2 separate regions of the Oryctolagus cuniculus genome follow, and region 2 is linked to region 1. Evidence: chromatin contacts called from public Micro-C data. All regions are on one chromosome and are shown on one strand. The core of a region is the stretch at or near the end of the contact, and the rest is flanking DNA. Distances in the headings are between cores, read along the strand shown. Region 1 holds the start of SIK2 (salt inducible kinase 2). Region 2 holds the start of PPP2R1B (protein phosphatase 2 scaffold subunit Abeta).

Region 1 (6,764 bases), core at 2,020-4,519:
AATGTAAATTACCTATAAAAGTTCACAAACTAACTTTATAAAATGTATCAAGATCTACAGGAACTTTTCTGTTCAGCCACTGCCTTGCCATCTTCCTCACTTCTTTTTTATTATTATTTATTTATTTATTTTGACAGGCAGAGTGGACAGTGAGAGAGAGAGAAAGAGAGAAAGGTCTTCCTTTTGCCGTTGGTTCACCCTCCAATGGCTGCCGCGGCCGGCGCACTGCGCCGATCCAAAGGCAGGAGCCAGGTGCTTCTCCTGGTCTCCCATGGGGTGCAGGGCCCAAGCACTTGGGCCATCCTCCACTGCACTCCCTGGCCACAGCAGAGAGCTGGCCTGGAAGAGGGGCAACCGGGACAGAATCCGGCGCCCCAACCGGGACTAAATACATCCGCTGATAGCAAATGACCACAAACACATTCACCCATCTTAAATTCACACTATTTTGGCTAATTAGTACTTTTAAAATGCACAAGATGTAGCTGGCTGCGCCGCGCGCGGCTCAATAGGCTAATCCTCCGCCTGCGGTGCCGGCACACCGGGTTCTAGTCACAGTCGGGACACACGATTCTGTCCCAGCTGCTCCTCTTCCAGGCCAGCTCTCTGCTGTGGCCCGGGAGGTCAGTGGAGGATAGCCCAAGTGCTTGGGCCCTCCACCCCAAGGGAGACCAGGAGAAGCACCTGGCTCCTAGCTTCGGATCAGCGCGGTGCACTGGCTGAAGCGCACCAGCTGCGGCGGCCATTGGAGGGTGAACCAACGGCAAAGGAAGACCTTTCTCTCTGCCTCTCTCTCACTGTCCACTCTGCCTGTCAAAAAATAATAATAATAATAAAATGCACAAGACAGGTCCCATGGACTAAAACAGTGACTTTTAACTTAAATCATTTTACATACTACACAGACAATTTAGGATCTGAGTGCTCTTGCACCATCTGGTTGCCGTCTTCAATTATAAATGCATTGATCTCACACTACCAATAACTAAACGACTCTATTACTCCACAGTGCCCCCTAGCTCTCTAAGACATGTACGCTTAAAAAGGACACCATTGGAACCGACAATCTCAAGAGAAAGTGTCAGGCACTACCAGCTCCACTTAAGTACCCACAGATACCGCATGCTAACTAAATTTGACCTGATAAATAACAGTTGACTTTATTAAATCTTGCTGTTAGTACCAATAGGAGCTTGTGACAAAAAAATAAAAAAGGAACAGATGAGTTTATAATTCACAAAATAACGTGGATCAGAAGTTCCCTAGAACCCCTTTGTGAGGCACAACTGGAGTTTTACAAAGCCATTAAGTCAGGATTCCTGCAAAAACGTGCATCTAAAATGCCTTCTTTTTATGGCGTGCAAGGGAGGACAGCATGGCATTAGACACGCTCTTCAGAGGAATGGAGCCACTTTCCTCATTTTTAAAAATGCTGGGATGGGATTAAGCTACAGAAAGATTCGGTAATGTCACTACAGTAAAACTATCACTATCATTCCAAACTTAACCTAAACTGCCAACAGTTGTAAATCTGTAAGAGGAAAATCTGTGACCTTGGTCCTCACGCTAAAAAAATAGGTCCAATGGAGGTTGCTTCAGGATCAGCAGGGGAAGCAAAACGTGGAGATGACAGAATGACACAGACTCCAAAAAGCAATGGACGTTAGGCAAAATTTCCAAGCACAGCAACAGCCACAAAAATCACTCAAGTTTTCAAACAACCTTCGCCTTACATAAGTCATTCTGGGGGGGAAAAAAAGTTCTACTTTACTCCACATTCAAACTCCAGTGTATTCATACTAATACCGGGAAAAAACCGAAAAATGAGATGGTCGTGTGGGGCGGGCTGAAAAAGCATCACGACCCAGTGGCTGCCACAATGAGAACAGAGTACATCCAAACCGGCAGGTTTTATTTCAAAGAATGGGTGTCTCTCGACCGTTTTCCTAAGATATTTGATGTGCGCGTCTTTAAAATAGAGACCTCAGGAGAGGAGCTTCAGGCAGTGGAAGGAAGGGGGGCGGGTTAGGTAAGAAAGAGACTCGGGAGGAATTATGTGTGGTGCATTCGAATGTGCGCCGGAGGGGGATGCGGGCTGCGCCCGTCAGCAAGCCGCCGAGGGCTCGGGGAGCGGACAGAATCCGATGTGGCTTCAGGAATGCGCATTCACGGCCAGAACGCCCACTGGCCAAGGGGACACCCCCTGAGCCAGAGAGAGGCTAACCCACCAACGGTGCAAACGCAGATGACCATTTTAACCAGTTCTATTGTCTGGAGCATTAGATGGAAATGCCTCAGGCAACTGATCAAGCTCGCCAGACACTCAACACCAGAGACACTGCGGGGCGAGAGGAGCGAGAGGAGACTGCCAGTGCCTACACCCGGCCCCCCGGCCCCTTCCTCGCCGGGCAGGGCCGGGCCGTCGGGGTCAGGGGGGCGCGCGGTCCTCCCGGCCGCGCAGCCCGAGCGCAGCCGGTGCCGTCTGCGAGCGGGCGCCGTCTCTCACGGCGCAGTCCCGGAGCACCGAGACTTCCCCTCCCACCCCACCCCCCGCCGAAAGCAGGGAAGACGCGGAACTTGGGCTGCGGAGCGGAGGCCACAGACCAGGTCACGGCCCGGGTGGGAGGCTCGAGGCGAAATTCCGAGTGGCCACCGGAGGCGGCGAGGGGGAAAGCGAAGCCCCAGCTGGTCGGGCTGCCATTCGGACGGCGCCGGAGTCCGGGGGAGCCCGGCCCCGATACCCTGCACCTCCTGGGTCCTCGCGGCCCCAGGCCCGCTCGCCTGAGCGAGTGGCGCGGCCTCGTGCCCCCCCCCCCCCGGCCCCACCGCTGCAGCCACCCTTTTCGGTAAACAGTTCCTCTCCCGAACCCTCGCCTCAGACGCTCCCGCCGAACCCCGGGCCGCACCTCCGTCTTGGTGATCCGGTGCCGCCCCAGCTTCACCACCGCGAAGTTGCCCTTGCCCAGCGTGCCCTCGATGTCGTAGAACCCCACCCGGACCGGCCCGCGCTGCAAGTGCCTCGGGCCATCCGCCATGACCATGCTGGGCCCCGCTGCTAGACACGGCGACTGGAGCGCGGGCGGGCGGGCGGGCAGCGAGGCTCGGCTTTGGCGACCGCCGCTCAGCTCGCTCCTTCGCTCCTTCCCTCCCGCTCCACAGGGCCCAGCCAGGCGCGCGCCGCCGCTGACGTGCACCGACGTCAGGGGGCCGGGAGGAGGGCGGGGGCGGGACCGGGTCTCGATTGGTCACCATGGCGACCGGAGCACCGCCGACGTCGGCGCCGGGCGGGAGGGTGGGAGGGACGGTGCGCGGGGAGGGGCGCGGGGCCTGGCCGGCGCGTTCCTTCCGGGCTCTGGCGCCCCGCCGGCTCCCCAGCGCCTCGCGCTGCCGGGGGCGGGGTCCAAGCCGGGCCCGCCCCGTCGCTAGGCTTTCCAGCGGAAGGGCAAGAGCGAGCCCTGGTGGGCGGTGCGGAGGGGTGCAGCGACCCGAATCCGGCCTGTGCGCTCCTTCCTCGCCCAGGCGTTCTCCGCCCACCTGGGGACCTTCCCGCCAAAACCTCTCGCCTCGGAGTACAGCGCGTCCTCAATTTGGCAGCAGCAAAGAACTGTGGCTGAGCAATGCATTGCTCACAGGTTCCTTTGTGTCCTTTGCTATATAAATCCCTCCACAGTTGGGTGTCTCCGTGGAGTCGTTCTCACAGCAGCAGCGTTGAAGAGACCCTAAGAGAACACTCTGTCCCGGGATTTGCAGCCTCAAACTGGCTTCGGAACTTGGAGCTGCCTGAAATGTAGGCAACATTTTGCTTTATGTGAGCGTGTTTCTGGGGAAATGGGACCATAGCTCCATTCAGAATCCCAAACGTGTTGGCGACCCTGAAAAGGTTAAGAAATTACTTACTAATCCAATCTCTTTTCAGATGATGAGGTAGGCTGCTAGCAATGAGGGGATCTGCCAGGATCACACAGGTCATGATAGAGTTAGGATTGTAAATCACTACAGAATGCCTCGAAGAAATAGGGACAGTTGGTATTTTAATATCCGGAAATATGTACTCCCCAGATTACTCCCAGGATCGTGGTTTCTTTCTTTCTTTCCTTTTTATAAAAGATTTATTTTACTTGTTTGAAAGGCAGAGCGAGAGGGAGAGACAGAAATCTTCCATCTACTGGTTCACTCCCCAAGTGGCGGCAACCGCCAGACAGAAACCAGAAGCCTGGAACTCCACTGGGTGCCCCACGTGGGTGCAACAGCCCAAGCACTTGGGCCATTTGTCGCTACTTTCCCAGGTGCATTAGCAGGGAGCTGGATCAGAAGTGGAGCAGTGAGATTGGAACGGGTGCCCATATGGGATGCCAGCATTGCAGATGGTGGCTCAGCCCACTGTGCCACAGTGCTGTCCCTCAGATCTTGTTTCTGAATACCATTCTCCACGAGGAACTCTGCCTCTTGGTGAAATGGCTGATTCCAGGGCAGAGACAAGGAAAGTATTCCAAGAGATTTCAATCTCTTATGCCAGAGATTTCTTGTATGTCAAGGAGGATATATCGAAAGAAAAAGAGAAAGCTTGAAGGTACCCCCATTTATCAAATCTGAGACAATTTGAACTTCAAGAATGAATATTGATAGAAATAGATTGTAAGACTGAATTTAAAAAAAAACAGATTTATTTGTTTGAAAAGCATAATTAGAAAAAGGGAGAGACAGAGAGAAGGAGATCTTCCATCTGCTGAGTCAGCCCCCAGATGGCTGCATTGCCACAAGACAGTGGATTTTTTAAAAAAGATTTATTTTATTTATTTGAAAGAGTTAGAGAGAGAGGTAGAGACAGAGAGAGAGCTTTTCCATCTGCTAGTTCACTCCCCAGATGGCTGCAGTGGCCGGAGCTGCACTGATCTGAAGCCAGGAGCCAGCAGCTTCCTCCGGGTCTCCCATGTGGGTGCAGAGGTGCAAGGACTTAGGCAATCTTCTACTGCTTTCCCAGGCCACAGCAGAGAGCTGGATTGGAAGTGGACAGCCGGGACTAGAACTGGTGCCCATATCAGATGCTGGCACTTCAGGCCAGGGCGTTAACCTGCTGCGCCACAGCACTGGCCCAAAGACAGTGGCAGAAGTCCTAAACAGCACTCTGGCCTCAGAATCAGCCCTTAAGGCATTTGGATCTGGCTGAAGAGCCCATGAGAGTATTTTAGGCATGGAAAGCCAAGACACTCTGGCAAAAAAACAAAAACAAAAACAAAACAAAAAAAAACTAAATGAAAGATCTCTGCGAGTGAGATCCCAGTGGAAAGAATGGGCCATCAAAGAAGGAGGTACCTTTCTTTGAAGGGAAGAGTGAACTTCCACTTTGACTATGACCTTGTCTAAATAAGATCGGAGTCAGCGAACTCAAAATGCTTCCATAGCCTTGGCAACTCATGACAAGAGCCTAGGGTGATTACTGATGCCATAAACAAGAGTGTCAATTTGTTAAGTCAACAACAGGAGTCACTGTGCACTTACTCCTCATGTAGGATCTCTGTCCTTAATGTGTTGTACAATGTGAATTAATGCTATAACTAGTACTCAAACAGCATTTTTTCACTTTGTGTTTCAGTGTGGGTGCAAACTGTTGAAATCTTTACTTAATATATGCTAAATCGATCTTCTGTATATAAAGAGAATTGAAAATGAATCATGATGTGAATGGAATGGGAGAGGGAGCGAGAGATGGGATAGTTGTGGGTGGGAGGGAAGTTATGGGGGGGGGGAAGCCATTGTAATCCATAAGCTGTACTTTGGAAATTTATATTTTATTAAATAAAAGTTTTTTAAAAAAGAAAGATGTACCGCAGTGATGTAAAAAAAAAAAAAAAAAAAAAGAATCCATAAGTGCATAGTTACTCTTAAGCTTTTTAGTAAATAAATCAACAAATGGAAGGCTGAAAGTTCTTGACAGTGGAATGCAACCAATATATGTAGAAGATACTCTGAAATTAGAAAATCACCATTTTGCAACAATTATGGTAATCAATGATTCAGACAAAAATTATCAATAGACGTTAAAATCATTGGGTACAACTTGGCTGGGGAACAGGATGTCTACACAATCTGATAGTGTCTTCCAACTTCTTATTCATTACAAAAGGTTAGCAAAGTTACTTTTACAGCAAAGAAATGTGACAGGCACCACCCTAGCCAAATGATCAAAGTTAATGTCACCAGTTATGGGGTACAATGATAGATGGAAGATATCTGTCTGACTGCCTTCCAAATAAATAATAAAATAAATTTTAAATTTTCTAAAAAGTCTTTTATATATATAACTTAACTCTCAACTGCTTTACTCAAGATAGATAATGCACGTGTGGTAAAATACTAAACTGATAAATCTAGGTGAAGTGGGTATGATAGATTATTGTTCTTTCAACTTCTCTCCAGTTTTAGCTTTTAATGAAAATATATATATGCATGTATATGCATGCATTTAATTTCATATAATTTTCGTAGTACAAGATTGACTGGCCTCTGGGCCCGCCACTGCTCACTGTACCTCTGCCTTTCGCTTTGTATTCTGCCATAGGGTATGTTCTTTGCAAAAATGAGGGGCAGAATGGGCAAGGCTGTAAGATTGACCAGATTTCTGGACTGATGGGAATGGTGTATATGGTTCTTCTAACTAGACCAGCAGCTCAGATATTTACCTCAGTGCAAAAATAGTTCCTCTGTACATTTTGCTAACCAGATGAATGTACTTTAATATTCTGGAGGTGGGTTCCTTTGTGAAG
Region 2 (6,764 bases), core at 1,182-3,681, 180 kb before region 1:
CTATTTTTGTTCCAATGTTACTTATATTCACAAATATGTTACAGAATATGATGTTATTTTATTTGTAGTTCTTAGCTAAAAAACCAAAACAGATTTACAAATTAAATGCAAATGAAACCACAAAGCTAATCATATTCAAATTAATGATATTATAACAATTTATGCTATAAACAATTAAATGCTATATTTTGCTAAAACAAAACCATCCCTTTATTGTGGCTGTGGTACTGCCCGTTGACAGCTCAGCTTTTGAGTTGCACATGCCTGTGCCATGGAGTGACCTATGATGTCTTCATTTTCTCACCACTTTTCTCTGTTGAAACTACAGAGGCAAAGCTGTCCCGTGGAATCATCTGGCTTTCATTTTGTGCATGAAAGCATCGTTTTCCTTTTAAATTCATCTCTCTTCTCATTATCCTACAACAATAAAGATAGCACTGAAACACACATGCAAATGTAGGCACTAAAATCATGTAGCAGTAGTGATTTATAAAGCGGGTCATCCAGGGGCTGGCGCTGTGGTGCAGTGGGTTAAAGCCCTGGCCTGAAGTGCCAGCATCCCATATGGGCGCCGGTTCAAGACCCGGCTGCTCCACTTCCGATCCCGATCCCACTCTCTGCTATGGCCTGGAATAGCAGTAGAAGATGGCCCAAGTCCTTGGGCCCCTGCACCCGCATGGGAGACCCGGAAAAAGCTCCTGGCTTTGGATGGGCGCAGCTCTGGCCTTTGTGGCCAATTGGGGAGTGAGCCATTGGATGGAAGACCTCTCTCTTTCTCTCTCTCTGACTCTCCTCTCTTTGTGTAACTGAACTTCAAATAAAAATAAAGAAATCTTTAAAAAAAATAAAGTGAGTTATCCAAATATTACAGCATATACTTATGCAAATCTAAAATCAAAATGAAAATAAAACTATAGAGAATATATCCACAGGCCTAATTTGAGGGAAACTGTTCAGGTCTGTTGGTCCCCACTTGCATTGCTATCAAAAGCTGTACTCACTGTGTTTACATTTGGGAATCCCGTGTTTTTTTAGTCAACATTTGTCTCCAAAATCGCATTTCTTTTTTTTTCTTTTTTCTTTTTTTGACAGGCAGAGTGGACAGTGAGAGAGAGAGACAAAGAGAAAGGTCTCCCTTTGCCGTTGGTTCACCCTCCAATGGCCGCCGCGGCCTGCGCGCTGCGGCCAGCGCACCGCGCTGATCCGATGGCAGGAGCCAGGTGCTTCTCCTGGTCTCCCATGGGGTGCAGGGCCCAAGCACTTGGGCCATCCTCCACTGCACTCCCTGGCCACAGCAGAGAGCTGGCCTGGAAGAGGGGCAACCGGGACAGAATCCGGCACCCCGACCGGGACTAGAACCCGGTGTGCCGGCGCTGCAAGGTGGAGGATTTGCCTAGTGAGCCGCGGTGCCGGCTCAAAATCGTATTTATTAATAAGACAGAAAAATATCAGAGCTTGTAGTCCTCCTATGTAGTTATTACTTGAATTCCAGTCAAAAGCAGGGACAGGACATCTAGGTATTCTGTGTTGCCCTAACACGGGTAAATGAAAACCTTCCCTTGAATTTCTGCAGGGAAAAACTCCCAGACCCCCACGTTCCCCCAGGGCCGCCTTTGAGGACACTCGGGTCTGGGGAGGCCACGTCAGGCTGTCTTGCAAGGAGCACAGGAGCCACTCCACGCAGTTTGCAAGGATTAGAGCTTGTCCTAGTTTTGCTTGATTGTTGTACTTCTTGCATGCTAAAGAGCTAAAAAATGGGAGGAAGAAAATACAACAGAAGGCACCATTCCAGTACCAAACTGAAAAGAAACATAAAAACAAGAGAGCAGCATGTTTTTAACAGCTTGCGTGGAAAAAATATTGACTGGGGAGTTTGGACAGCACTGTTCATTTTCTCTCGCCGCCCGCGTTATTTGTCTTACAGAGTAGGAGCCAGATACAACTCTGGCGAGCAGGCTCAAGAAGAGGTGGAGGGGTTCTGTGGAAGCTTGATCCTGAGTGCAGAGATGAAGCCTGGAGACCCAGTGGCTCAGGGCCAGGATGAAGGCAGGGGAGGCGCTAAAACCTTCTTCCTCCTGGCCTCGGACACCCTTTTTGGCCGGCCTGAGTCCTAATAGAGCACAACACTGATCGCTCACGGAGGTACCTGCCTCCTTCAGACCACAACGAGCAGGATGAATCCCTGCCCCTGTTTCTTTCGGCTGAGGAAAGGACACTGGGCTTCCGTTCGCTTTCACAGCCCACCTTTCTTCTGGAGTTCGGACCTCCGCCTCCTGCAATGGGGGTCGGGCGGGAGCCTCCATCGGCGGGGCAGAGGCTCGGTGCTCCCACCTCCGCGGAGCCCGCGCCGAGGCCTCAGCCCCGCCCGCCCGGGCGCGGGGCGGGGCTCGGGGCGTGGCGCGGGGCGTGGCGCGGGCGCGGGGCGGGGCGCGGGGCGGGGGCTGGCGGCGGCGACCATCCGGAGGAGAAAGAACATGGCGGGCGCGGCGGGGCCCGGTACCGGCCCGGGGGCTGCGGGCGGAGATGGAGACGATTCGCTATATCCGATCGCGGTTTTAATCGACGAACTCCGCAACGAGGACGTGCAGGTACCGGACTGGGGCGGGGAGAGCCGTGGCGGGTTGGTCCGGCGTCGCTCAGGGTAGGGAAGGGGGAAGCCCGGAGCCGCTGTGAGGGAGGCCGGGAGGTTGAAAGAGCCGGACGCGGAGCAGAAACTCGAAGGGGAAGCTGGAAAGACTCGCGAGGGGCTGTGGCGCCGAGCCCCGGCCCACCGCGGGGCCTCTCCAGCACCCCTCCGTCGGGCTTCCGACCGTCCCGGGCTGTTGTCGGAAAGCCGGCTTCCCGCCTGGGCGCCCCGTTGCGGGCCCAGCGTGCGAGCCCTCGGGAGGGGCGCAGGGCCGGGCCGCGTGGGAGCTGGGCGGCCTGCGGGTCGCAGGATGCCAGAGGGCCCTTTGAGGTGCAGCCCAGCCTCTTCCCCTGGGCCTGGAAACTGGCTGGGCCTGTTGGGTAGAAAGCGGGTGGCCTGGCTGAGGAACCTAAGTGAGGCGGTGTGTCTGCTTCGGTGTAGGTTGTATTCAGCCGTCTCACCTGCTTCGTCGCTGCCGGAGTTCTGGCTTTTTAACATTGTCCCGCTTGCTGAGTATTTTCTTTCATTCCTTTCTCTTCGGGCCCTTGTAGAGAGTTTGGCCTAGGAATCCTCCCTCTGGCTAATAAGGCTGTGTTACATTACTGTTCCTTACCAATGAAGTGTAAATGAAAGATTATCCTTATTCCTAGACCTGTTAGTTAGTTCACCTGTTTGCTCCTGTTGCCTTTTGGTCTACATTGCAATCATTTTTTATTTTGTTCTTTCCATTTTCTCCTGTAAAGCTCCGACTCAACAGTATTAAGAAGTTATCAACAATTGCTCTAGCACTTGGAGTAGAAAGGACAAGAACTGAACTGCTGCCATTCCTTACAGGTGTGTGAGTCTGTGTTTCAAGAAAGGCACGGACATTTCCATTTACCAATGGCTTTCAGAGCTTTGGCTGTTTTTCAGAGTTTGTTGTCCACAGTATCAAAAAGCACCAAATTGAGGCTGGTATTTTCTGTGCAAAAGAAATTCAACAACACATATGGTAATGTTGTGGCCAGATACGTACAAACATTAACTGTGTATAGCTAATGGGGAAGTCACTGATATGAAGGTATGAATTTCTAGTTCATTCTGTAAATCAGATCCAGGAAAACTGTTCATTGAGGAGAAAATACTGTTAGGATTGGGACTGGATGTTTTTACTATTTACATATTGAATCTATTGCTAGTTTTATGTGAGTGTCCAGCTCTTGGCCAGTTACCTTGTTGGTGAGTACCTGGTTGTTGTCCTTTTCAGATACAATTTATGATGAAGATGAGGTACTGTTAGCTCTTGCTGAGCAGTTGGGAAATTTCACTGGCCTGGTGGGAGGTCCAGACTTTGCCCACTGTCTGCTGGTGAGTATTTCTATGCTGCCTACCCTCCTTCTAGAACCTTTGCAGTATAAATGATACATTGTTTGGTGATAGGCATAACAGCAGTATATTTTAGGCAGCTCATTTTATGGATAGATGCTCATAGTGTTAGCCATTGAGAGAATATATAATGTAAGCACTTTGGATTCAACCCTGTCTTATTATTTTCTATGAATAGAAGTTCTTTATTTTTCTGCCTCCATAGACTTACTAATTTAAAGAGAAAAAAGATTTGGTTATTTTTATGGGTCCCCTCCCCCCCAGTAAAATTGGAAGTCTTGTTTTTCATCCAGCAATATTTTGTCTTTATAGTGTAACTTTTGCTTCTGACTTACACTGTGATTTTGGTCAGTTGACATTTATTGAGGGCCTGCTATATGAGGCATATTGTAAGTTACAATGTTAATGTCAAAGAAAGCCAAACAAATGTAATGAGATCTTTGTTTTTGGTCACAAATATTAGGGTACAATCTTCAATGGGGAAACATAAGCACATTTAAGATACCCAAATAAGAGAGGAGAAAAGAATTAAGGTGATTAGGGGAGACTTCTTAACAGTTGATGTCTGAACTGTTTTAAGAAATGATTGGGTTACAAAGGGAGTAGGGCAGCGTGTGCAGTGGTTTAAACCACCAGCTGTGATATCAGCTAGGATCCCATATGAGCAAGTGCTGTTTCAAGTCCCATCCAGCTCCTTGCTAGTGTGCCTGGCAAAGCAGTGAATGATGGCCCAAGCACTTGAACCCCTGCTGCTCACATCGAAGACCCTGAGGGAGATCCAGGCTCCTGGCTTCTGCCTGACCCAGCCCCAGCCATTGGGAGAGAGTGAACCAGCAGGTGTAAGATCTAGATCTCCACCTCGATCTCTGTCTACCTTTTGAATAAATAAAATAAGTCTTAAAAAGACTAGGATTTCAACAGTTGGACAAGACAGATATGATATATGATACATGTTTCAGGACTTTACTGTCTGATGCTTACTCTTTCTGTCTACTTCTGAACTTTATGGAACCCCACAAGTTGACAGATATGGATTTAGATATATACTGTACCTAGTTATCACTGAAAGTGTGTATCTTTCTGTAATGTTCCTATTTAGATGTCAAACAGGTATTTGAATTTTTTAAGATATATTTATTTGAAAGGCAGAGTTACATAGAAGAGAGAAAGACTTAGAGAGACAGAGATCTTCTACCTGCTGGTTCACTCCCCAAATGATTGCAATGGCTGGAGCTGGGCTGATGCGAAGCCAGGAGCCAGGAGCTTCTTCCAGGTCTCCCACATGGGTGCAGGGGCCCAAAGACTTGGACCATCTTCCACTGCTTTCCCAGGCTCATTAATAGGGAGCTTGATCAGAATTGCAGCAGCATTCCATATGGGATGCTGGCACTGCAGCTGTTGACTTTATGTAGTATGCCACAGCACCAGCCCTAAAACAGAACTTAGTTTTTTCCTCAAAATGTACCTTTCATTTAGTTCCATCTCAGTAAATGGTATCAACATCTATCCAATTATACAAGCCAAAACCTAGAAGGTATTTTTTATTTTATAATTTTTCTTTATTTCAAAGATAGAGACACAGGCAGACAAAGGAATCTCCATCTGCTGATTCACTCCCCAAGTGCCTGCAAGAACCAGGGCTGGACTAGGTTGAAGCTGGGAGCTAGAAACTCAGTCAAGGTCTGCCTTCTGGGTGGCAGGGACCCAAGTACTTGAGCCATCACCTGCTGCCTCCCAGGGTGTGCATTAGCCAGAAGCTAGAAATGAGAGTGGAGTTAGAATTTGAACCCAGGTATTGTGATACAGGATGCTGGTGTCTCAAGCAGCAGCTTGGTTCTGGAACAGGAGTGGGGAACCTTTTTTTCTGCCAAGGGCATTTGGATATTTATGACATCAATCACGGGCCATACAAAATTCTCAGCTTAAAAATTAGCCTGCTAGAGATGAATTGAATTTCAGGTCCCTCTTGTGGTTTCCTTGGAAGTCCAGACCAAATGATTCCCAAGCCTTATATATGGCCCATGGCCTAGACTTCCCCCACCTGTGCCCTGGACGATATTCTTGAATTCTCTTTCCCCTGTTAGCCCCCACGTCTAACACTTTAGTAACTCCTGGAAATCTCCATATATTTTTAATCCGTGCCCTTGCCTCCATCCCTGTTCTTATGCCCTATTCCAAACTATTGGTCTGTTCTCTAAATAACTTAGCTTTTTAACTATAGATGTCCCTGCTGGTTCGACTACGGTTTTTTGGGTTTAGAATAGTGCAAAAGCTGCATGTGTTCAGAAATTGTACTTTGAATATTGATATTTTCACAGGCTGGTAGTGTGTGCCACAACACTCCTTTGTGGTGCTGGAAATGGCCATGTGATTATGAAGGAAAACAAACCCATGTTGTACAGCGCTGCTAAGCTGGGATGTGTGGTAGGTTAGGTGTATTTAAAATGCATTTCTAACTTCATGTGGGTTTATTGGGTAAGATGAGAAACAGCTGTGGTTGTCTTCAGCGCTTCCCTTCCACCCCATTGTTAACAGTTTGTTCTTCACCCAGCAGATGGGTTGCCCCTTGGCAGGGCTTTTAGAAAATCTAAACTCCATACTAGAGCTTCCGAGACATTTCTCACTCTCTTCTGGAGGCTTCTGCATCATGCTTGTCTTGGTAACCTCCTTAGTCACGTTGGTCTTTATATTCTCTGAATGATCCAAGCTTCTTCTGTCCTTAAGAAGACCTTTGCTCCAGGCATTTCCTCAAATGACATGCTCTTCTGGTACT

The links. Hi-C and Micro-C count contacts between places; a contact is called where the count stands out from the background.
Region 2: a Micro-C map of ear pinna shows a contact between it and region 1, with 4 times the contacts expected there. The contact joins the promoter of PPP2R1B here to the promoter of SIK2 in region 1. A contact is called at or near these places in 2 of 6 Hi-C or Micro-C datasets (ear pinna and an unstated tissue).

Annotation. Positions count from the first base shown.
Region 1 is chr1:103,537,409-103,544,172 of mOryCun1.1, reverse strand. SIK2 (salt inducible kinase 2) reads right to left here and starts at 3,269. Exons shown (of 14, transcript XM_070078045.1): 1 at 2,907-3,269. The coding sequence starts at 3,252.
Region 2 is chr1:103,720,551-103,727,314 of mOryCun1.1, reverse strand. PPP2R1B (protein phosphatase 2 scaffold subunit Abeta) reads left to right here and starts at 2,431. Exons shown (of 17, transcript XM_008261547.4): 1 at 2,431-2,588; 2 at 3,370-3,460; 3 at 3,873-3,973. The coding sequence starts at 2,475. It overlaps ALG9 (ALG9 alpha-1,2-mannosyltransferase), which reads left to right. Exons shown (of 15, transcript XM_070078146.1): 15 at 1,925-2,225. The coding sequence ends at 2,114.